2 separate regions of the Oryctolagus cuniculus genome follow, and region 1 is linked to region 2. A link is a contact called in public Hi-C data. All regions are on one chromosome and are shown on one strand. Each heading gives the region's core, a stretch centred on a gene start, on an enhancer-like site or on the middle of the called end of the contact. The rest is flanking DNA. Distances are from core to core; before and after follow the strand shown.

Region 1 (5,340 bases), core at 1,899-4,398, 62 kb before region 2:
ACAGCGACTCTGACTGCAGTGGCTGCCTGCCTGGCCCATCTCTGCCACCAGCTCCAAACTACTCTTTTTTTTTTTTTTTTTTTACAAGGTTTATTTATTTATTTGAAAGGCAGAGAGAGAGAGTGAGAGTGAGAGTGAGAGTGAGAGAGAGAGAGAGAGAGAGAGAGAGAGAGGAGAGAGAGCACACTTCCATTTGCTGGTTCACTTTCCAAATCGCTGCAATGACTGGGACTGGTTCAGGCCAAAGCCAGGATCCTGGAACTCCATCCACATCCCCCACATGGGTGGCAGGGGCCCAAGGGCTTGGACCATCTTCTGCTGCCTTCCCAGGTGCAGTGGTAGGGAGCTGGATCAAAAGTGGAGCAGCCGGGACTTGAACTGGAGCCCCTTCAACCGTTCATCTAAGATTCCCCGTAGAGTACAGAAAAGGGTGAATTCACAGCCACCCTAGAGCCTGTGTGTGCAAGTCAACATCTTGAACATTTATGAGAAATTCTTCTCTGCAATGCATCTGTATTTGTTTACAAATATTCCCCACTCAGAATTGTCAGGTTTGGTCGGCTCCCCAGGAAGATGTGCCTTGCACGGCGAGGTCAGGGTCTCCTTTGCTCCCTACTGTCTTTGCTGCTTCAACAACTCCTCACGGGTGTTGATAATGGGTCAGGCCATGGGGAGATACACCAAACCCTGGCCTCCCCCCAGCCAGGGTGGAGACAGACTCCAGTGGTGTCTTTTTGCCAACCAAGGCACAGTGCAAAGGTAGCAGGATGGCAGGAAAGGGGCACCCAAGGACACAGCAGATGGAGGAGAGACCTGAAAGACAAGCTGCAGCGGAACAGGCAGAGAGAGGAGAGTTGAGTCATACAGACAGGCGAGAGGGCCATGATGTGGGCACCAGAGCCCGGGTGCTGGCCAGAGCTGCTGGAGCCGAGAAGGGGCAAGGGGCAGCAGGGCCTGTTCTTCCAGGGACTTGAAGTCATTACTTGCAAGTGACAGGAGTCCACCCCAGAGGCGGATCGTGTGTTTGCAGTCCCTGGCGCATGGTGGCTCTCCATTTGCAGAATGGAAGGGCACATCCTTGTTTAGGCCCAGCCCCCCATGGGTCCTCCAGCCATTGCAAAGGCAGTGCCAGGGACCCTGTGATCTTTAGAAAGGGCAAGCACAGGGTGATCTGGTTTGTGCTGGGAAAAATCCTCCTGGGCACCTGGCCTGAGCCCCAGGGAACCCTGGCTCCAGTGCGGCTGCTGGCAGATGCGAGGGTGAAGCATCCACCTTTGATTGTGGCTCATGTTTCTGAGGAAAGACACAGCTCCCTGGAGACTGGGCATCGATGAAAACCGGCCCTTGCAAAAGAGGCGTAAGTGAGCTGGAAACACAAGCCCTCTGGGCAGGCAGTGGTTTCTGTCTTGAAAATCAACAACAGCAGCCAACAGAGGCTCAAGCCTGGGGGGACCCAGCTCTTTCACAATCCCCAGCGCGCAGGAATCCAAGGCGAGTGGGAGAAGGTGGCGCAGAGAAGGGGGTCCGAGAGAGCCGTTACCTCCCAGAGTGGGTGTGTCTGCTGCCCTCCTTGGGGTGGAAATGTCTCACTTTGTGAGCACAGGGACAGAGAGGACATTCCTAGCTGGAGACTGAGAAACCCAGTTCAGAGGACCGTGTCCGCCACTGAAGAACTTTGTGGGGGCTGGTGCTGTGGCGTAGCAGGTAAAGCTGCCACCTGCAGTGCCGGCATCCCATATGGGTGCTGGTTCAGGTCCTGGCTGCTCCACTTCTGATCCAGCTCTCTGCTGTGGCCTGGGAAAGGATGGCCCAAGTCCTTGGGACCCTGCACCCACATGAGGGACCCAGAAGAAGCTCCTGGCTCCTGGCTTCGGATTGGTGCAGCTCCAGCCATTACGGACATTTGGGGAGTGAACCCGTGGATGGAAGACTCTCTCTCGCTCGCTCTCTCTCTGCCTCTCTTCTCTCTCTGTGTAACTCTTTGAAATAAATAAATAAATAAATAACTCTTAAAAAAAGGACTTTGTGTTCACAATATACTGCATTCACTCTGAGCCTTAGTTTTGTTATCCATAAAGTGGGATTGCATCATGTTATGCAAGTAAGGTGCTAGGGTTCACAACGAATGCTTTCTGAATATGATCATTCCACTCACCCCCCCCCCCCATTCCCATCCCCGCTGCCTCTTGAACTTGGGGCTGGTCCACACTTCATGACTACTTGGTACATGAGAGGTGCGTAAGCAATGCTGGTTTCGCTTCCCTTCTTTGACACAGCTTGTGTTTTCTGGCCATGCTCAGCACATATCTGGGTGTCCCGGAGGTGTTAAGAATGCCATGTGGATTGGATCCTTCCGCACACAATGCGGCGGCTGAGAACACAGAAGAAGGCGGCTAGCTGTGTTTTCTCCCGGCTGTATCTTGTTTTGGATCCTTTATTAAATGTCTTACGCACTGCTTGCCTTCAGGGTCAGAATAAAATTCCAGAGGTTTCCACTTTGCGCTCATAAACGATTCTCGCTAAATTCCCTCTCTCTTGTTTAATGTGTGTGTGAGAGCACAAACGTACTGACTCATACTTGGAAAAACTCTCTCTCCCTAACACATTCCAAATTTGTCGAGTCACATGAATTGAGCAAGAGCACTCAATGTGGCTGCTAGCCCCAAGCCGACGAGCAGTTAAGCCAGCCACTTGGGACTCCATCTCTCCCTCTCCTGCCTCCCTGCCCTTAGCTGGGGCACCACCCAGCACTGAATGGTGCAGGAGGAGGCAGATGCAGACTGCAAGGCCTGGGAAGGATGTGGCAAAGCCAAACTCCAACTACAAGGCGAACTCCAATACAAAAAAAATTTCTTCATCTAGGATCACCACAATCAAACAGCCTCAGTCATGAGGTCAGCCCGCACTGGCTCACGCACTCTGCAGGCCGACTCCTTTAACCCTCACAGCCACTCAGTCAGGGAGGCACATGATTGTTCCTGTTCTCCAGGTGAGGAAGCTGAGGCACCAGAGTATTAACTCGTCCAAGGTCCCACAGCGTCCAGAGGGCACAGCCGAGACTCAAGTCAGCCTAACTCTGCAATAGAAAGAAGCTCTTGCACACTGGACCACACATTCTGAAAGGAGAGAATTCTATCATCGAAGAGAACTCTTGATTCCACAGATGTCCGTGTGGCATTCAGTCTACAAACCCGGCATCGGGGGTGGCGCTGCTTCTCCTGACTTTGGGATCACAGAGAGGAGGTGTGAGGTGTGCCCAAGTCACGACATAAAGGTGCGAACAGGCAGGATTATAACGTGGCATGGACACAGAGGGCTCTGTCAGGTGTTGATTCTGGCTGGGGCCATTGGGAAGGGCAGCCTGGGGCAGGAGCCATGTTAGCTGGATTGAAGGATGCATAGGAGTCAGAAGGGAGGTGACTGGAGCAATTGCTGGGAGCTCCCATCTTGGTTCTGGGGTGGGAGCATCACCCTTGGGGTGGCGGAACCTGCACGCTGGCTGGGGAGAAGCATGGCAGACAGAAAGGAGGCCTCCTGGGACCAGGGGTAGGGGAGAGGACACAGGGCACTGAGCCAGGTGCAGGGGCTGTGGATGTGAACCGGGCGGGAGCTCCAGGCCCCTAGCTCCTGGGCCTTGGTTTCTCCCAGCTAGGAGGAGAGCAACAAAGGAAGTTCTTGCATGTTCCAGCTGGTGGAACTTCGGGAAGCTCCCGATTTACCTCCCCATTTTGGAGTTGAGGGGAGCAAGAGCCAAGAGAAGCCGCCTTTGTGGAAGTCCTAGGACTCAAAACTCCCACTTTCCGGTGCAGCCCTGCTCCCGTGGCCTCTCTGCAGGAGTCCGGGAGGCTCCACCATGCAGCGAGAGGGCAGAGTCAGCACCATCACAAGTGACCCGGCCACTCTAGTGGTCTCAGGCCCCAAACCCCTAGAGGCCGGGAAGGCTCAGCCACAGCCCTCCCACCACACCCTCTCAATGCACATTCAAGAAGTTTCTCTGTGGCCCTGGTTTTCCCTGACAAGAGGTGCGTCTGGCTGTGACCCACATGGCCTTGCATCTCCGGTGGGGAGCACAGTCTCGAGTCAGCAACCTGCCCATTGCACAGTGACCACGGATGCCAGCACTGAGGCTGCCCAGCTGGTGCCTACAGTCTCTGCCTGGCTTCCCTGGGGCGGCGGCTCTGACCTGGACAGTCTTTCCGGACCCTCAAACGTCAAGCTCTTAAACCAAACTCCCGTTCCCCACACACCCTCCTCCTCCCTCCTCCCCGCTCCAGTACGCCCTCCCTGGTGCTCCAGCCTCCACCCAGAGGCTCTTCTCTGAAGTCCCTCTTTCCTGAGGGCTTGCATCCCAGTTCAGCTGGGCAGTGGTCCTGTCTCCCCAAAAGGGTGGCAGACTCAGAGGACGGGGCCGTGTGCAATGACAACCACAGCAAATAGTCACATAGACATCGGGTATGCTCACCACTGGGCCTTTGCACTTGCTTGCTGCTCCACTTTGCTTAGAACACTCTGCCCCACTCTGTATGTGGCATCCATGTCTTATCAAAGTCACCTCCCCAGTGCCCTTCCCAGCCAGCTGCCTCCCCGGCTGCCCCCTATTTTACCATGGTTTTACATGGTCCCCGCTCTGCAGGTGAGAAGGTAAGTAGGTTGGCTAAGGTCACTTGGTGGTGAGTGGCAGGGTTAGGTGTCAGACTTGAATTTGTTTGACTTGAAAGTCTACATTTTTGGGGCCTGTTCTGTGGTGCAATGGGTTAAAGCCCTGGCCTGAAGCACTGGCCTTCCATATGGGCGCCGGTTCTAGTTCTGGCTGCTCCTCTTCCTATCCAGCTCTCTGCTATGGCCTGGGAAAGCAGTAGAAGATGGCCCAAGTCCCTGGGCCCCTGCACCCATGTGGGAGACCTGGAAGAAGCTCCTGGCTCCTGGCTCCTGGCTTTGGATCAGCACAGCTCTGGCCATTGCAGCCATCTGGGGAGTGAACCAGCGGGTGGAAGACCTCTCTCTCTGTCTCTACCTCTCTCTCAAACTCTTTCAAATAAATATAATAAATCTTTTAAAAAAGTCTACATTTTTAATCACTGGCCTCTGCTGCTTCCTTCCCTTTAGTGTTCTCAGAATTCACCTAGTAAGGACACGGGAAATACTTGTGGGTCGAAAGATCTGGAATACCATGTTTCCCGAATGTCAAACAGCCAGGGAAGCCCCTCCCTCCCTCCCCTAAGCACTGACGATGCAGAGAAGGACAAGGGTTCCTGATGCACCCTCAGGAGTCTCAGACTGGCAGCTCTGATTCAAACGCCAGCCATAGCGCTGTCATGGGCTGGCATACGGCGCTAAAAA
Region 2 (5,438 bases), core at 2,820-5,319:
CCTCTCCCTGGCAGGTGTGGGTCACCACATGGCATAGCTCTGGTCTATCAGCTAAGGACAGGGGTCCCTTCCCAACATAACAGGGCCAAAGCTCTCCGGGCCACTTTCATCCTTTTCTCTCTTCCTGGAATGCGGATGTGAGGCCTGGAGATGCAGCAGCCATCTTACTACCATGAGCTGACAAAGGCTCAAACCACACCCTGTAAGGATGGCGGAGCGGGAAGACATAGCTTGTGTTCCCGACAGCACAGCTGAGGCATCATCCTACCCACCCCGTTGCTTGTCTGACACAAGGAAGCCCCTATCTGCTTAAGTCATTAGTGCTGTGGGTTTCTGTGACCAGCAGCTGAATGCAATGATGTCTGAACCAGCTCCAGACACGGCTGCTCTTCGTCCATGGCTCAGGGAGACCCTCCCCGGTTCCCTCTGAGCCCTTCCTGGTGCTTCCACGGCGGTGACCGTTCACAATTACTGCATTTGTTTAATCCTGCTTGACGCGCCCTAATGAGGGTCCCCTGCTGATCTGCTTCAACCGCCTAGAGCTAGGGGGTCTCTATCCCACCAGCATCCATGAGTGCCTGGAGAGGGCTCTACGCAGAAGCCAGGGGGCTCTGTTGCCTAGCATCTCTGCGACGTCTGGGATGGTGCACGGCACTGCACACTGTGGGCTGCCCGTGTCCCCAGGGGCTGACACTCTCTCCAAGTTGCTGACCTCCCTGCCTGCATTTGCTCATCTACAAAAGAGAGAGAACGAGAGGACTTATGTGGCAGGGTTGCCGTGAAGACATAAGCACTCAGGACGGTGCCCAGATAGGAAAGTACTCAATGGTGGTGGCTGAATGAATAAATGAACCACTAACAGCTGCTAAATAAATGAAAAGACAATGAAATCCAGGGAAATGCCTGGGTTCGGCTCCCAGGGCAGCAGCTACAGGTTCCATTTTCCCACCTGTTCTTGGCACTATACGTTCTCACTCTTGACCATGACTTCCCATATCTGGGGAGCTGCTACGAGGCGAGCGGGTTAAGATAACAAAGTCAGGCCTGGCTTGCTTTTTGCTGTCTGGCTTGGTCAAGTTTCTTCCCCTCTCTGAACTTCAGCTTCCTCATCTGCACACTGGGGATAATTACAGCACTTAGCATATGGGACTACGGCAAGCAGCAGCCGATAGAGCAGGTAAACCATACAGCACCCGGCCTGGCACACTGTTAACAGGAAGTGGTAGCAACTGTTACCAAACATCGCCATTATTCTCTTGGCTAAATGCACAGCATCCTGCAGAACCACATGGCCCCAAAGTAGAAAACAGTGGGGGCGGGGGTCACCCCGGTGCATCAAGGTCCTCCCATCTGCATGGCGGCACCATCGCCAACCAACAGCGTCCTTTCCAATGGTTTCCCTTGTCAGTGAGGATGAGTTAATACTAGTGGGTCTGCAAAACTTTACAGAAAATGCGTTATTATGAAAACAAAACTCTGCATGGATTTCATACATTCTGCACCAAAACAGACTTAGCTCTTAATTCCCTTTTTCACAGACATTTTCAAGCCCCCAACCCAACACAGCTGATCGGCCCTAAACCCTTGGCATTCTGAAGGCTCTCCTTAGGGTTGTTAACTTCAGGTGAGTCCTTAGCTGGCATCAAACGCAGCTAAGAATCAGAAAGCAAGGCAGGCGTGAGAACCGTGCAGGAGCGGGGCCTCTCTGACCAGCAATGGCAGCCCCACGCCTCCCAGGCCACAATGCCGTGCTACTTGTGGACTTCCCCTCCTCTGGCCTTAAAGAAAAGGATGTGAATACAGCTTCGTGTAACTTTGCCTATAAACTGAAATCAGATCTTTATGTTCATCCATTCAACCACCTGACGGCTCCATGCATCTATTTTTTTTTCCTATTAAACACACCATTTTACAAGATATTTATTCCACTTGGTCATCATCTAAATGCTTCCTGATACTGCTGCCCCGGGAGTGAACTCCATACACCCGCCGCTGCCCTCATAAAGACAAAGTCACCTCTTGACTCCAGCCCGGAAGAGCCCTCAGAACCTCACGCCTGTGCGTGCACAAGCGTTGCCCTCCGCGCCACATAAAGGAGCGCTGGCTCCTCTGTGTGCATGTGCGTTACAAGGGCAGTTGTGGTAATTCTGAGAGACCCCAAGGGATCCTGGCCAACAGGGCCTGCCTGGGGTCCTTGGCGAGAAAACGATCCCGATCACGACAGTAGTGGGTAGGGACAGGACTCCAGGGTCTGAGACGGATCCCTTGGGCCCAAGCTGAGCAGCAAACTCTTTTTAAAAAGGGGAGGGCTCCAGGCAAAGTCTGTATTCATCCAGCCCCCTCCTCCTGCTCGCCCCAAACAAAAGACCCTGGCCAAAGAACTGAAGGCGAGACCCCACTGGCCGAGCACTCGGGTCGAAGCCCGAGCAAATCACAACTTTGCTTCCCTGTCCAGTTTTCTCCCCAGCCTGACCAGCTCTCCTCCTCGCCCGTCCCCCGCCCCCCTCCTCCTCCTCTGAGCACTGCACAGCGAAGAGGCCAAAGGGATCGTCCTGTGATGCTCGCCGGCTTCCAACTTTCCGCTCAGCTCTGTCTCCGCAGCCTCCTGCAAAGCGGCTGGGAAAAGGGCAAGTTTGCAAAGCCCAGGGTACCAAGTCCTGGGGAAGCCACAAAGAAGCTGCAACACCAACAAAGATTAACCTCTTGTGGGGCGGTCGCGCAGGGGCTGAGCGTGGGCTCCCGCGGCCGTGCGCACCGCAGGACCCCCCGTGGTCCCCCCGCCGTCCCCAGACCCCCCGCCGGGCTCGCTGGCACCTGAGCGCCGCGCGGCGCGGCGCGCCCCGGCCCTGCCCCCCGTCAGGTAGCGCGCGGCGCGCCCCTGCCTGCAGCCGCCGGGAGCGGCCGCGCGGCGAGGCAGCCTCAGCCCACGGCGCCAGGCTTCCTGCCACCACCGCACGGCGCGTCGTCACCGCGGAGGGGCGCGGGCCGCACGCGCAGCCCCCGCCGCTGCCCGCGCGCCCCGCCGAGCCGGGGCCGCGTCCCGGGGGCGTCCCCGCGGGACCTGCCCCGCTGGCACAAAGCGCCGCAGCTCGGCCGGGGAGGGAGGGCGCCGGCCACGGAAGAAATAAATAAATAAAAACAGAGTCGGGTCTACGTAACGCCCTGTCGAAAGCGGACGCCATATTTTTTTGTGGCTTATGTCGACATAGGGAAACGTAGACATGTTGTTCCTCCTCCCCTCCTGCTCGGTCTGCCTCCCGTTTATCCAAACTTGCAATCAGAACTCTTTTTTTTTTTTTAAACCTCCTTCTCCGTATCCGCACCTCTCTTCCCACAAGCAAAAAAAAAAAAAAAAAAAAAAGCCTGCACCCCCCCCCCACCCCGGTCCTGCTCCCGTACCCCCCCACCCCCTCATCACGGACACGGCCAAGTCCCATGAACAGCGCGTTTTGGGGAGCGGCGGCGGCGGCGGCGGTGGGAAAGTTGGGGCTGGAGCGGCCGGCGCCCGGCGAGCGGGCCCGGGGCGGCGGCACGGCCGGGGGTGCTCAGCGCGGGCGAAGTTTCTTACCTGCGCCGGGGCTGGAAGGCGGGCGCCGGCCGGGCCGAGACGCGGCTCGGGTTCCAAAATGGAACTGCTGCTCCCACCCACGGCCCCGCTGCCCGGCGGCGCCCGGTCGCGGCGTGGGAAAGGGGGGCCGCCAGCCCGCCGGACCGACGGACGGAGGAAGCCCCCGGACGGAGGACGGTAGCCAAAATTTTTAAAAGAAAAAAAAAAGGGAAAAAAAAGGGGGAAAAAAATGCCTCGATCAGTGGGGAATCTACGCCAAAACCCACATGATCTGTAACGTCAGCATGCGTATTTGCATACGGTACCACCGCCGGGCGCCGCCGGGCTCGGGCTCCGCGCAAAGTTGCAAAGTGGCCTTGGGGCCCCGCGGAGACGCCGGCGCGGTGTCATTTTGAGCCGGGAGCTGGAGGCTGGGGGGAGGCTACCCCTAAAGGCACTGGTCCCTGGCCAAGGTGTGTGTGTGCGTGGAGGGGGGGGGAGCAGACATTCACTGGAAAGTCCGAGCCCAGTAACGGACTCGGTGGAATTTCTGCGAGAAGAGGAGGGGGCGGCGCGAGCGAGCTCATTGAATATTAAGCACGACCCGGCTCCGCGGCCGCAGCCCAACCCGCGGCGTGCAATACCCATTTTCTTTATGAAAAGTTCAAGGTGTCACTGATGAGCTCAACAAACTGTTGATCCTGACCACGTGGAGGGGCGGGCCCGGGGCCGCGGGGCGCGCTCGCTGGCCCGGCACCCGCCGCGCCCGGACCCGCGTCCCCTCGGCGACTCCGGGCGCTGCGCGCGGGTGGGGTGCGTGGGGGGGGGGGTCGCCGCGCTCCCCCAGGGCGCTATCCGCGCCCTGGCGCGCCCTCGGCTTCAGGAATGTAATAACCATAATAATAATTTTTTTTAAAAAAAGCGAGATCTACTTTGCTCCCTGGATAGAAGCGAGACAACTCGGGGCAGGGAGGGGAAGGAGCCCCCACTTATGTAACGGCTGGAACTTGGCTCTCCTTCGCTGGGGAGAGTCGGGGATTTCCGTCCGCGCGGGTCTGAGGCTGGTTAGAGATCTGCAAACTTTTTCCCCTGAACAGCCGGTAAACAAACTCACACCCCGGGAGGCGACTTAAACTCCAGTCGGGCCCGCGAGCGCTGGGATCCTCAGACCCGGGGACACGCACACGGCTGCGGCGCGTGCAGTGAAGCCCCTGGAGAGCGAGGCCACCACTTTCGGGACCGAGACGCGCGAGGGGGAGCCCGGACGGCCTCCGCCTCGAGCTCCCCCGCGGCGCTTAGAGCGCTGGCGGGCGGGGTCTCGGAACCGCAAGTGAACAGGAGTTCCCGGCGTCTGGCTCCTGCAGCAGTGGTCGGCCCCGGAGCTCCGAGCGATTCGCGATGCAGGGACACTTGGAGACCCTAATGCGGCAACCCGTGTGTGCCGCGCGTTCCCGAGCCCGGGTGGACCCCGCTTTGCTTCTGTTGGCCGGAGGGCGCTGCGTTAGCTCCCGGGTTCTCGCCGGGGGAGAGCGCGCGTGAGCCGAGTCCGGGCGAGGGGCTGCGGTCCGGGTTTGGTTTTGACACTTCGGAGTGCAGCGCGAAAACAAAAGGAGCCTGCGGCGGGGAGACTCTGCGCAGTCCCCGCCCGGCCTGCGGATTAGCAGGCGCGGCGCAGCGCGGCGCGGCGGGCTTCCCGGCCAGCTTGGCTCTGGGGAATTAGAACGAACTCTAGTGGCGGTTTGAGTTCGGCTCTGGGCGCCAGGGCAGCAACAGGTGGCCGGGTGCGGTGCAGTGGCCGCTGACGAGGCCGGGAACTGGGGTGGGCAAGGCTGGCTTTGGGCGCCGACCGCGTGGCCGGCGCGCTGGGAGACGGGAGACCGCTTGGCGGTTT

Evidence for each region. A called contact is a pair of places that touch in the nucleus more often than the background predicts.
Region 1: a Hi-C map of an unstated tissue shows a contact between it and region 2, with 2.6 times the contacts expected there. The contact joins the enhancer-like site here to the promoter of ZHX2 in region 2. A contact is called at or near these places in 2 of 6 Hi-C or Micro-C datasets (psoas muscle and an unstated tissue).

The regions. Positions count from the first base shown.
Region 1 is chr6:148,667,154-148,672,493 of mOryCun1.1, reverse strand. The region is part of intron 1 of ZHX2 (zinc fingers and homeoboxes 2); the gene reads right to left. Among named protein-coding and RNA genes, the nearest start is that of ZHX2, 63 kb to the right of the region's middle. Within about 2 kb of position 3,148, at least 4 of the 8 cell types and tissues checked have an H3K27ac peak or open chromatin away from gene starts, as enhancers often do.
Region 2 is chr6:148,605,951-148,611,388 of mOryCun1.1, reverse strand. It overlaps ZHX2 (zinc fingers and homeoboxes 2), which reads right to left and starts at 4,069. Exons shown (of 4, transcript XM_051844015.2): 1 at 3,569-4,069. It overlaps LOC103348124 (a long non-coding RNA gene), which reads left to right and starts at 3,696. Exons shown (of 2, transcript XR_007918718.2): 1 at 3,696-4,020.